Regions from separate parts of the Delphinus delphis genome. Here region 2 is linked to region 1. Evidence: chromatin contacts called from public Hi-C data. All regions are on one chromosome and are shown on one strand. Each heading gives the region's core, a stretch centred on a gene start, on an enhancer-like site or on the middle of the called end of the contact. The rest is flanking DNA. Distances are from core to core; before and after follow the strand shown.

The links. A called contact is a pair of places that touch in the nucleus more often than the background predicts.
Region 2: a contact with region 1 is called in a Hi-C map of lung, with 2.2 times the contacts expected there. The contact joins the promoter of DTL here to the promoter of PPP2R5A in region 1. A contact is called at or near these places in 2 of 3 Hi-C or Micro-C datasets (lung and muscle).

The regions. Positions count from the first base shown.
Region 1 is chr1:144,683,331-144,688,096 of mDelDel1.2, forward strand. It overlaps PPP2R5A (protein phosphatase 2 regulatory subunit B'alpha), which reads right to left and starts at 2,869. Exons shown (of 13, transcript XM_059995012.1): 1 at 1,969-2,869. The coding sequence starts at 2,152.
Region 2 is chr1:144,877,189-144,881,954 of mDelDel1.2, forward strand. DTL (denticleless E3 ubiquitin protein ligase homolog) reads right to left here and starts at 2,566. Exons shown (of 16, transcript XM_060009996.1): 1 at 2,450-2,566. The coding sequence starts at 2,501. It overlaps INTS7 (integrator complex subunit 7), which reads left to right and starts at 2,842. Exons shown (of 20, transcript XM_059995085.1): 1 at 2,842-3,050. The coding sequence starts at 2,957.

The sequences.
Region 1 (4,766 bases), core at 1,619-4,118:
TGAGCAAAATACTATAAATAAAACATTCAATGACACCTTCAACTTGTTGAACTATACACCGTGAAACCTGGATGAATACTGACTCTGCATATTTTTGCTAGGCTTTTAAAAACAAAATATATTAAAACTGCATCTCCTGGCTTGAAGCAACCATATATCTAATATTCAATTATTTTTATTAAATATAAGTAAATATTATATTAAAAAAGACAATATAAGGAACATCTTACTAAAAAGCAAATTAAAGAAACATGAAAGAAAAACACTAGCACCAAACCTTCAAACTGCAAAAACAATTTGCCAATTTAATGAAAAAAAATTAAAAAGGTAAAAATATGTTTTAGTTAAGTTTAAAATTTTAAATTCATGAATAGTAGTTCAATGTCCTAATAGGTAAGATGATATTCTTTTATAGCTATCACATCACTCAAGTATTAGTCTTGGCAATGCCTACTACCATTGTGGTCTACCATTGACTATGCTATGTAAATTTTCACAATTTTTGTATGCTAAATAGCAAATGATAAATGCAGTACCACAGGCTACACATCTTAAATAAAACCTTCTTTCAAAAGTCAGTTTGATTCTGGCTGTGGGATGTCTTTAATTTAGAAGCACCCCAAGAGGCAGGGCAGTGTAGGATCTGAATGGGGTTCCAGAGCTATTGCAGGTCAACTGTGATTTGATCTGGGGTTTTCTTTAGACTCTTAGCCAAACTAAGGCTGGATTCATAGGCCCAAAGACAAATCAGAACCAGACTGGCCTTAAAGGGGATGCTGGAGCTTTTTCAAACTGATAGAAAAACCTGCTGAACATTTATCTATTTCAGTATGAACTTTTCATTTCCTGGCCTTGCAAAACAGATGATCTAGATTTCTATCAGGTTTCTTTTGTCGAAAAGAAATTTCGAATGTTTAGTACCATTATCATCTTGTTCCATGATATTGCCTATCTCATAAAAAGCAAAGACATTAAAATTATAAAATTAAAAGGTAGTAATCCACAAAGAATAAACTAGAACACCAGGAACCAATTTCTTTCTTTCTTTCTTTCTTTTTTTAATCCTCTAAACCTAGTGGGAAAAAGCAGTGAGCCAAAAGGAGTGCCAAGTTCTCCTGCAAGGCATTGACACGGATACCAATCTGAATTACTGTACAAACCTACAAAGTCCCTGGAATCACTGCTTGGCGAACTAAGTTCCCATTCCATTGCAAAGCGACACTATCTATCCCTTAACACCTCTCCAAGTTTACCGTGGTATCTTCTAAGACGATAAAGTAGTTTAAGTTTTTCTATTCTTTGGGCTAAAGGGAACATTTAAATCTAATGACCCAGTAAGTAAGACACTACACTGGTCAGATTTTTTAGGCTTTTTCTATCTAAAGGCCAGGTAACTCCTAACTCCTATCTAAAGGCCAGGTAACTCCTAACCGGTGTGTGCATTAGGATTCCCGGTCTGTAAGACTCTTAGGAACCATCAATGGGAAGGAAAGTTAGGGAGAGAGTGCGTACAGGCGCTTTATAATTGGAAAAGTAAAGGATTGGCTAAGAGTGGCCGAAAAGAGGAGGCAGGTCTCAGAAAGGGAAGGTCGGAACGTAAGACAGGTTGTTAAAGCAAGATGGGGACGGGCAAGGCTCGGGGAAGAAGAGTGAAGCACTCTACCCCTCGGGCCGCAAGAGGAGAGCTCCAGTCGCAAGGGCAGGTAAAAGAGCGCGCAGGTGGGGAGGGGTGCCTACCTCCTCCAAGACCGGAAGAGCTGAGGTGAACCCAGAAGTGAGAAAAGCAAGGCTCTTAACAGCAAACCTGTTTGAATCAAAGGGGGTGGGAGGACGCCAAGGAAGCATGGGGAACGCGACTCACACACTCCGAGCCCCAGCTGGGCAGAAAAAACCCCCAGAAAGAAATGACTCTGGCGGCGCGGAGGCGAGCCCCCACGTTCCTCCCCGGGCTGCGCCCTCGGAGGTTACCTTTGAGCTGGGGCAAGGGGTGCAGCTCCGGCTGGCTGCCCTGGCTGCGGAACTGCGACGAGCCCTGCGAGCGCTTCTGCCTCTGCGCTTTGCGCACCGATTTCCGGGTGAAGCCGTCCACTTTCTCCGAGGCCGAGATGGCGGCGCTGGCAGCCCCCGCCGGCGGCGGCGACGACGACGACATCACCACGGCCCTGGTGCTTGGCAGCTCCGGCTGCTGCTTGCACGGAACGGGCAGCAGCAGGAGGAGGAGGCGGGGGAGAGGCGCCGAGAGCTCGCGCCCCTCCGCCCCGTTCCCCCGGCCGCACTGCCCTCCCGCTCCCGGGCGCCGCCGAGCTTCTCCTCGCCGCCCACCGACGCCTCACGGCCACATCTCAGTGCCGGAGGTTCCTGGTCCCCGACGCGCGGCGAGCTCCCGGGGCTGACGGAGGCGAGGGCGGGGGTAGAGGGGGGGTGAAGAAGTTGTTGACTCCGAGTTCGGAGGGCTGGTGGACGGGAGCCCGAAGTTTAGACAACTGAGGCGAGGACGCTGGGGTGCGGACGTCGAACGCGCCTCTCGTCCCTGCAGCCTGGGTCGCCAGCCGGCCGGCCCGCCAGCACCTCAGTGGCCGCAGCTAGCGCAGCCCGCCCTGCCTGGAGCCTCCTCCCGAGGCGCTGCCATCGCGGGTCCCCTCCGAGCCGCTGTCGCCACCGCCGCGGTGTCCGCTCTTCCCTGTCAGCGCCGACCCCTCATCTCCCGGGGCGGTGAACCGCCGCCCCGGCCCTGGGCGCGCACACACACTCGCTCCTCGAAGCGCCGAGCAGTCCGAACCCCCTCCCCCACGCGCCCTTCCGCAGCCCACAGAGAACCCCTGGCGGGCGACCGCTACAACTTGAGAAGGTGCTGGGTAGAGGCAAGGGGGGAGTGTGAGTGCGTGTGCGCGCGCGCGCTAGGGCGCGCGGCCAGGGGGAGGGACCGCGCGGGGGATGGGGAGGGAGGAGATTGACTGACAACTTCCGCGGGGTCCCGCCAGCCTCTCGGAGGCCCGGGAAGGAGTAGGGGGTGGGAAAGCACGCCAGCTCTCTCAGCCAATCGCAGGGCTAAGCGGCAGCAACGGGGTGAAGCTTGGCCTCCTGCAAGGGCTATCAAACTGGGAGGTGAGGCAGAGGAATGGGGCGTGGTTGTATGACGGACCTCGGCTACAGCCAATCGTTAGTGAGGATGACAAGCGGAGTGCCACTCTCACGTCAGAACAGTGTAACTAACTCTCTAATGATTGAGGGGAGGTGCGCCTCCACCAGCGATCAGCTTTGCACGCCTGCGCGACAGCTCCAGGCTATAATTGCGCTCCTGACAGCCTATGAGAAGACCGGGAAACTAGAGGAGGGAGTTTAGAGAACAAAATAGACTGTGCCCATCCTTTCCTCCCCTCTCTACTGGCCAATGAGGAACTGAAGCGACTGGTGGAGAGCTTGAGGGCTGGGGCGCGAAAGAGAGCCAGGTGTTACATCACTGAAAAGGGGTGGAGCAAAGGCCTGGTAGGGGGTGGAACAAGCAGTGTGATCGATGGCTGAAGTAGTCCCACGGAGGAAGACGAGGAAATGAACTTGTCCAATCAGAGCGAGGTGCTGGCCTCTGTGGGCGGGCCTTGGAGCCTCGCCTGCCCTAAGCCGCGCACTTGGAAGTTAACGGGATAAATTTATAGCTCTCTGGTGGCTCTAGCACTGCACTTCCTGAGAGCTGTTCTAGCGCGAGTTTGGGCAGTCTGGCGTACACTACTGAAAAGAGTTTCCCAGATCCACACCCTGCAGGAAGAGATTTATCATTTCCAATTTAGTATCCTACTAATTTTCACTCTTCTTCAGCCGGAGGCCTTCAGCTGCTCCAACAGGAAGAGTACAAATTGGCTGATCTGTGGTTTGTGGATTTGAGGGCTTGCCATTTACTCTTACTGGGATCCCCTGTAGATTCCATCCAGATTTTAAACTTTTTAAGGACAGGGACTACTGGTCATCTTAGTTTTTTTGTGTGGCGCTTTCTGTATAATGATGCTTAATAAAAATAAGTGAGCTGAACAGTCTGTCTTCTCTGCGGCTTGGCGGACCCCAATCTCCATTTCTCTTCCACGAGCCCCAGACCTCTTCCTTTCGACAAAATTAAAATGGTTGCCATATATTTAAGCAAAACTATCTGATGCATATGTACCGAAGATGCCAACTTTGGGTAGGAAGTTGGATTCCAGATCTAAAACCAAACACTACTTTAAAATACTTCCTTCCTTACATTCACTGAGTGGTGAAATCGTACACAAGCCTCCTAGTCAAGGAGGTTCAAACCTCAGCAGCGTCTTTGAGACCTTCCTCATCAAATCAAGTTCCAGATCGTGTTGAGTCTACCTTCACAAACGTTCAAACCAAGCCTTCCTTACAATTTGCACAACCAACCCACCAAATATAGTTCAGGGCTTTCAAAGTCACTGCCAGATCAGTCTTTTTAAATGCCAAATTTTCTTATTGGCATGTGTGAAGAACCATCCAGTACCTACAGAATAAAGTCCCAATTCCAGGCTCTTCTCAATCTAACTCGTGGCTGTCTTTCCAGGCATAAATCGTGCCATGTCCCTACACAAACTCTTTTTCAATATAGACACATCATTCTACACACTGATACCCTAAAAGTATAGTGCTTCCTTGACCCTCAGCTCCAACATCTTGAAATAATCCACTTTTTTCCCCATCTTGTTGAGACCTAATTGTTTTTCCTAACCCTAGCTCAACCCCTATCTTTTATGAAGCCATTCATGATAATCTGGCCAAAA
Region 2 (4,766 bases), core at 1,316-3,815, 190 kb after region 1:
GGAAACTAAGAGGACATTTGGGAGACTTGTTACAGTTCAGACAAGAACATATTATGGCCCAACCTAGGGAAATAGAATGGTAAGCAAAGGACAGATCCAAGATATGGTGAAGAGGCAAAATCAGTGGGGATACCGAGGAAGAAGGATTAGAGATTTTAAGGGGACTTCTCTGAATGCGTATCTTGAGGAAAATGGAGGAATTCTGATTGACTCTCAGGTTTCTGACTGTGAAGACCAGTTTAAAATAATGAGAGCATTCCCTAAAATAGGTAATATAGCAGGTTTGGGGAAAAAGTGAGTTCAGTTTTGGGTATTTGAGTTTGAGATGCTTACAGGACTGACCATCTGGATGATACAACTCTTACAGGAATGCATGTAAAGTATAGGGAATGGAAGGTTGCAGGTAGTAATAGAAGAAACCCTCGTTACAGCTATGATCACCCATGGGAGTAGGTAGAAATAGAAAAGGGGCCTAGGATGGAACACCCTCATGGAAGGGGAAAGAAGAAGATGGTCCTATAAAGTTCAGTGCATTATATATAACAATGAATGAATTTCAGTGCCTAACACATAACAACGCATGAGTATTTGGGGGCTCGGGGTGGGCTGTCTCAAAACATGCCACAATGGCATATTGATTATTTTGCATTGAAGCTGCTTGAGAAGCAGCTGATGCAAGAAGGAAACTCTGACCTCCCTGTCTCCCTGAAAAGCAGGAAATAAATCTCTTATGAAAGGTGCACTCCTTGCAACTGGAGGTAGAAGGACCCCCTAATACGTCAGAGATAGGGAATTCAGAGCCAAGAAGCGTGTGTAAACAAACCTTGTTACTTCTTTTATTTTACTACCTGAAGCCCAAACTCTGTTTAGATTCTTCACTTAGTAAGCATCCCAAACCTAAGTTTCTTTGTCCTGTCAATTCCTCACAAATTTATTGTTTGTTTATTTTTTTGTCTGACGAGTATAAAAGCTGCCTTGCTTTGGCCATTTCTTAGTCCCATTTCTATGACACCTCCATGTACATGAATTAAAATTTGTTTTTCTCTTGCTAATCTGTCTTGTGTCAATTTTATTAGTCCAGCCATAAATACTCAAGAGGGGTAGAGGGGAAAATTTACCCCTCCCTGATAAGTATTTGTGAATTAGAGGGAAAAGGGAAGTAGACAGAATGTAGAATTAGGAGAAAATCTGTTACAAAATAAAGGCTTCACAGCTTGCTCCAAGTCACACAGATTAAGGAGTGGAGGTGGAATTAAACCTCAGCAAGTTTAACTCCAAAGACAGAGATCATAACTACTATGCTGTACTGACACTCATGACAGAAGACAGAGAAGTATCTTAAGCAAGGTCACAGGAGAGACAGAAAGAGAAGCATTTAGAGTATAATTTAAAGAGGTAAGGATGGTAGGGTTTTAGATTGGAGGCAGGAAGTGGAGGAACTACTCTCCAGTCTCCTTCTCAATATCCTTCTCCTAGACCTATGCCTTAAATACAAAAAGTTCACTTCTCACATTATTTTCTTTCTGTTTTTCACATGGTTTCAAGCGGAAAGACCTAGTCCATCTTTAAATGAATGAGATTTCACCTGCAGCCAAGCTTAGTCTGGTAATAATTCCCTTATCAGAAACTTACCAGAAAGTTTCAGGTTGATGACACCCAAACCTAAGCTCAAAATTCTTATTGCCAATGTTTTAACATAAGGAACTTCAAGAACTGGAGAGAATAAATCAGTTATCTATACACTAACATGGAAGTATTTCCAAGTTTTACCGTTAAAGAAACAAAACATTTTTATCCCATTTCTGTAAATAACAATACTTATTACCTCTGGCATTGAAGAACATTTGGAATAAAATACTTCAGTCTATTAGTAATGGTCATTTCTGGGAAATGTACTTATGGGCATTTTTCGCTCTATAACTACGAGTTTTTATGCTCATGTATTAATCAGGAGGAAAAAATTCTGACCATGCTAGAAGCAGATGTTCTGTCTTCTCTGCTTGACTGAGTTCCTTAACAGCGGGTCATAGTCACCGTTATATATAGCAGAGTAGGGCTCACTAAGGTTCCACAACAAATGAATGAATTAATCAATGAATACGAGTCTTGACGATCTCACATAGCTGTTGAGAAAACCACACATACTCCCATGAACGCGTTTTCCAGTTAATGTGCAAAACAGACATAGCCGTAATGGAGGCCAGTTAACTCAGCGTCCCTCCCTCCGTCAGCCTACACTACAATTGAAAAAATCCCGATTACGACTAAAAGTGTCTCGAGAGCACGAAAGTGCAGCTTTCTTCAGTACTCTTCGCTAACACGAACTCGCTCTGCCTGTGGGAGAACTCGGCGGCTGGGAAACAGAACTGGAGTCGGCGTTGGTCCGAGGTGTTGTTCGGGGGGAGGTGAATCCCGCCGGCAACAGGCAGCGGTTAGGGCCGTTACTCACCATTTCTCGGGACGCCAAACTGGGGCTGGCGGAGTACCGAATTGAAGAGCATCTGGGCCGGAGGAAAACTTTCAACTGAGAGAAAAGCCGTGGAAATGCCCCCCAGATTCAGCAGAAATCTTATGTGGCGTCCCTTAGAACACGACTAGTTATTGCCTCCAACTCCCGCCACCGTAAGCCCCGGCCACCAAACTCCCCGCCAAACTGACGTCACGCCCTCTGATTGGCTCCCGCCGCGGCGTCCGGGCGCGTCCGAGTCACTTCCCCCTTCGAATCCCCGCCTCCTTTTCTCCCAGCCGCGGGAACCTGGAGTTCCTGAGCTCCCTGAGCGCCTGCGCGGGGGGCCGCAGAGGCGCTGGCGAACGGCGGGGAGACCAGAGCGCATGCGTAACACGGCTTGACAGAGCGCGGAGGAAAAATCCGCGAGAAGGTGGTGGAAGAAGATGGCGGTGCTGGGGAAGAGTTTACAATCTTTCTAAATAGGCTAGTCGAGTAACTGTTCGGGTCATGGCGTCAAACTCAACGAAGTCTTTTCTGGCAGATGCCGGCTATGGCGAACAGGAGCTGGATGCTAACTCTGCCCTTATGGAATTAGACAAAGGTATTCGAAAGAGCGGGCTGAGCGGCTGAAACGCATGTGGGGGGAAGTGGCGCCCCCAGGCGGTGGTAGCCTCGTGAGAAGCCGGGAAGGCGCATGCGCCTATCTTCCGTGGGCGGGGGCGGGCGCTGGCGCCAGTGCTTTTGGTGAGTCCAGGGCTTTTGCCGCTTTGCGAGATTGCCGGGAAATTGCAGCGTTGTTAGGTTGGCCTCGTACAGGTGAAAAAGTAGCGAGTGGGGGCCGTTTTGACCACTTGAGGGCACAGTCTCCCGATTTTCCAAGCAGTTTCTAAAAACGATAAATTGAAATTGTGAAATTATTTTTCAGTATGTTCAGTTGAGACCAGGTCTTCACCAAGGGTGCTGAATAATAATCTTGCACCGACTTATAACGATTCATTTAATTTCTGTAATTCTTACCTGCCGGTTATTAGGCAGGTTAAAAATAGGGCCAAGACCATCCGAAAATCAGAGCCCCTGCTCATTCTCTGCAGACGGATTCCACGAGTTCTATTTCCTTACGGGAGTTGGAGTGGTGGGAGCTTGGTGTAGTAGTAGGAGCTTTGGATAGACTGAGTTGAATTCTTATATCGTTCATTTTATGATCCTGGACAGGTCACCTAAGTTAACCTAACCTTGTTTTTTTTCTGTGCAAAGTGGGTAAAGTACCATTGAGCTAGCAAGATTATTGTAAATATTGTGATATAATGGTATGCAAAAGAAGTCTTTATTAAATGCAAAAGAGATTTGCCTTCTTTCTTAGATATGGATATGGGAGGCATGGGCAGATACTTGTCAGTAAAGAACTGAAGTATTAAAATGAAACCTTTGTTTTCAGTGTACTTAAATGATTTTTATTGAATGGGGGAACCATTTTGTCACCTGGTATGCAGTTAATTTTTAATTAACTACAACCAGTGTGTAATATATTAAGAACTAGAGGTTAGAAGGATTTTTCTTAAAGTCCACTTTGAGCCACTTCCCAGCTCTCCGACTTGGACACTATCTTATACTTTTTGGGGACTCTTTATTTTGTTTGTTTTTTAACCTGTAAACATTTACAGCAGGTTCGTCTAGATAAGAGTTTCTCAGACTTTTTAAAAAAGCTTTTAACTCCTTTTGATCAACATAAAAATGCCACAGCACTCCAATGAGATATTCCTTTGGTTGAGTCACAGTATCTTTAGTGCAGGTCCATCAGCCAAGAAAATGATGTTGAGCTTTGATTTCTCAACAAATCTATGAGGACTTTTCCCTCTAAAATATAAAGTCATAACATTAAATGTGGTTTTTTTATAAATTTTATTTTTTTAATTTATTTTTTGTAGTTGAAGTATAGTTGATTTACAATGTTGTGTTAGTTTCAGGTGTACAGTAAAGTGATTCAGTTATACATATACATGTTATCTATTCGTTTTCGGATTCTTTTCCTTTATGGGTTATTATAAAGTATTGAGTATAGTTCCCTGTGCATTCTTTCTTTTTTTAAAAAAATTAATTAATTAATTTACTTTTTGGCTGTGTTGGGTCTTCGTTTCTGTGCAAGGGCTTTCTCTAGTTGTGGCAAGCAGGGGCCACTCTTCATCGCGGTGCGCGGGCCTCTCACTATCGCGGCCTCTCTTGTTGCATAGCACAGGCTCCAGACACACAGGCTCAGTAGTTGTGGCTCACGGGCCTAGTTGCTCCGCGGCATGTGAGATCTTCCCAGACCAGGGTTCGA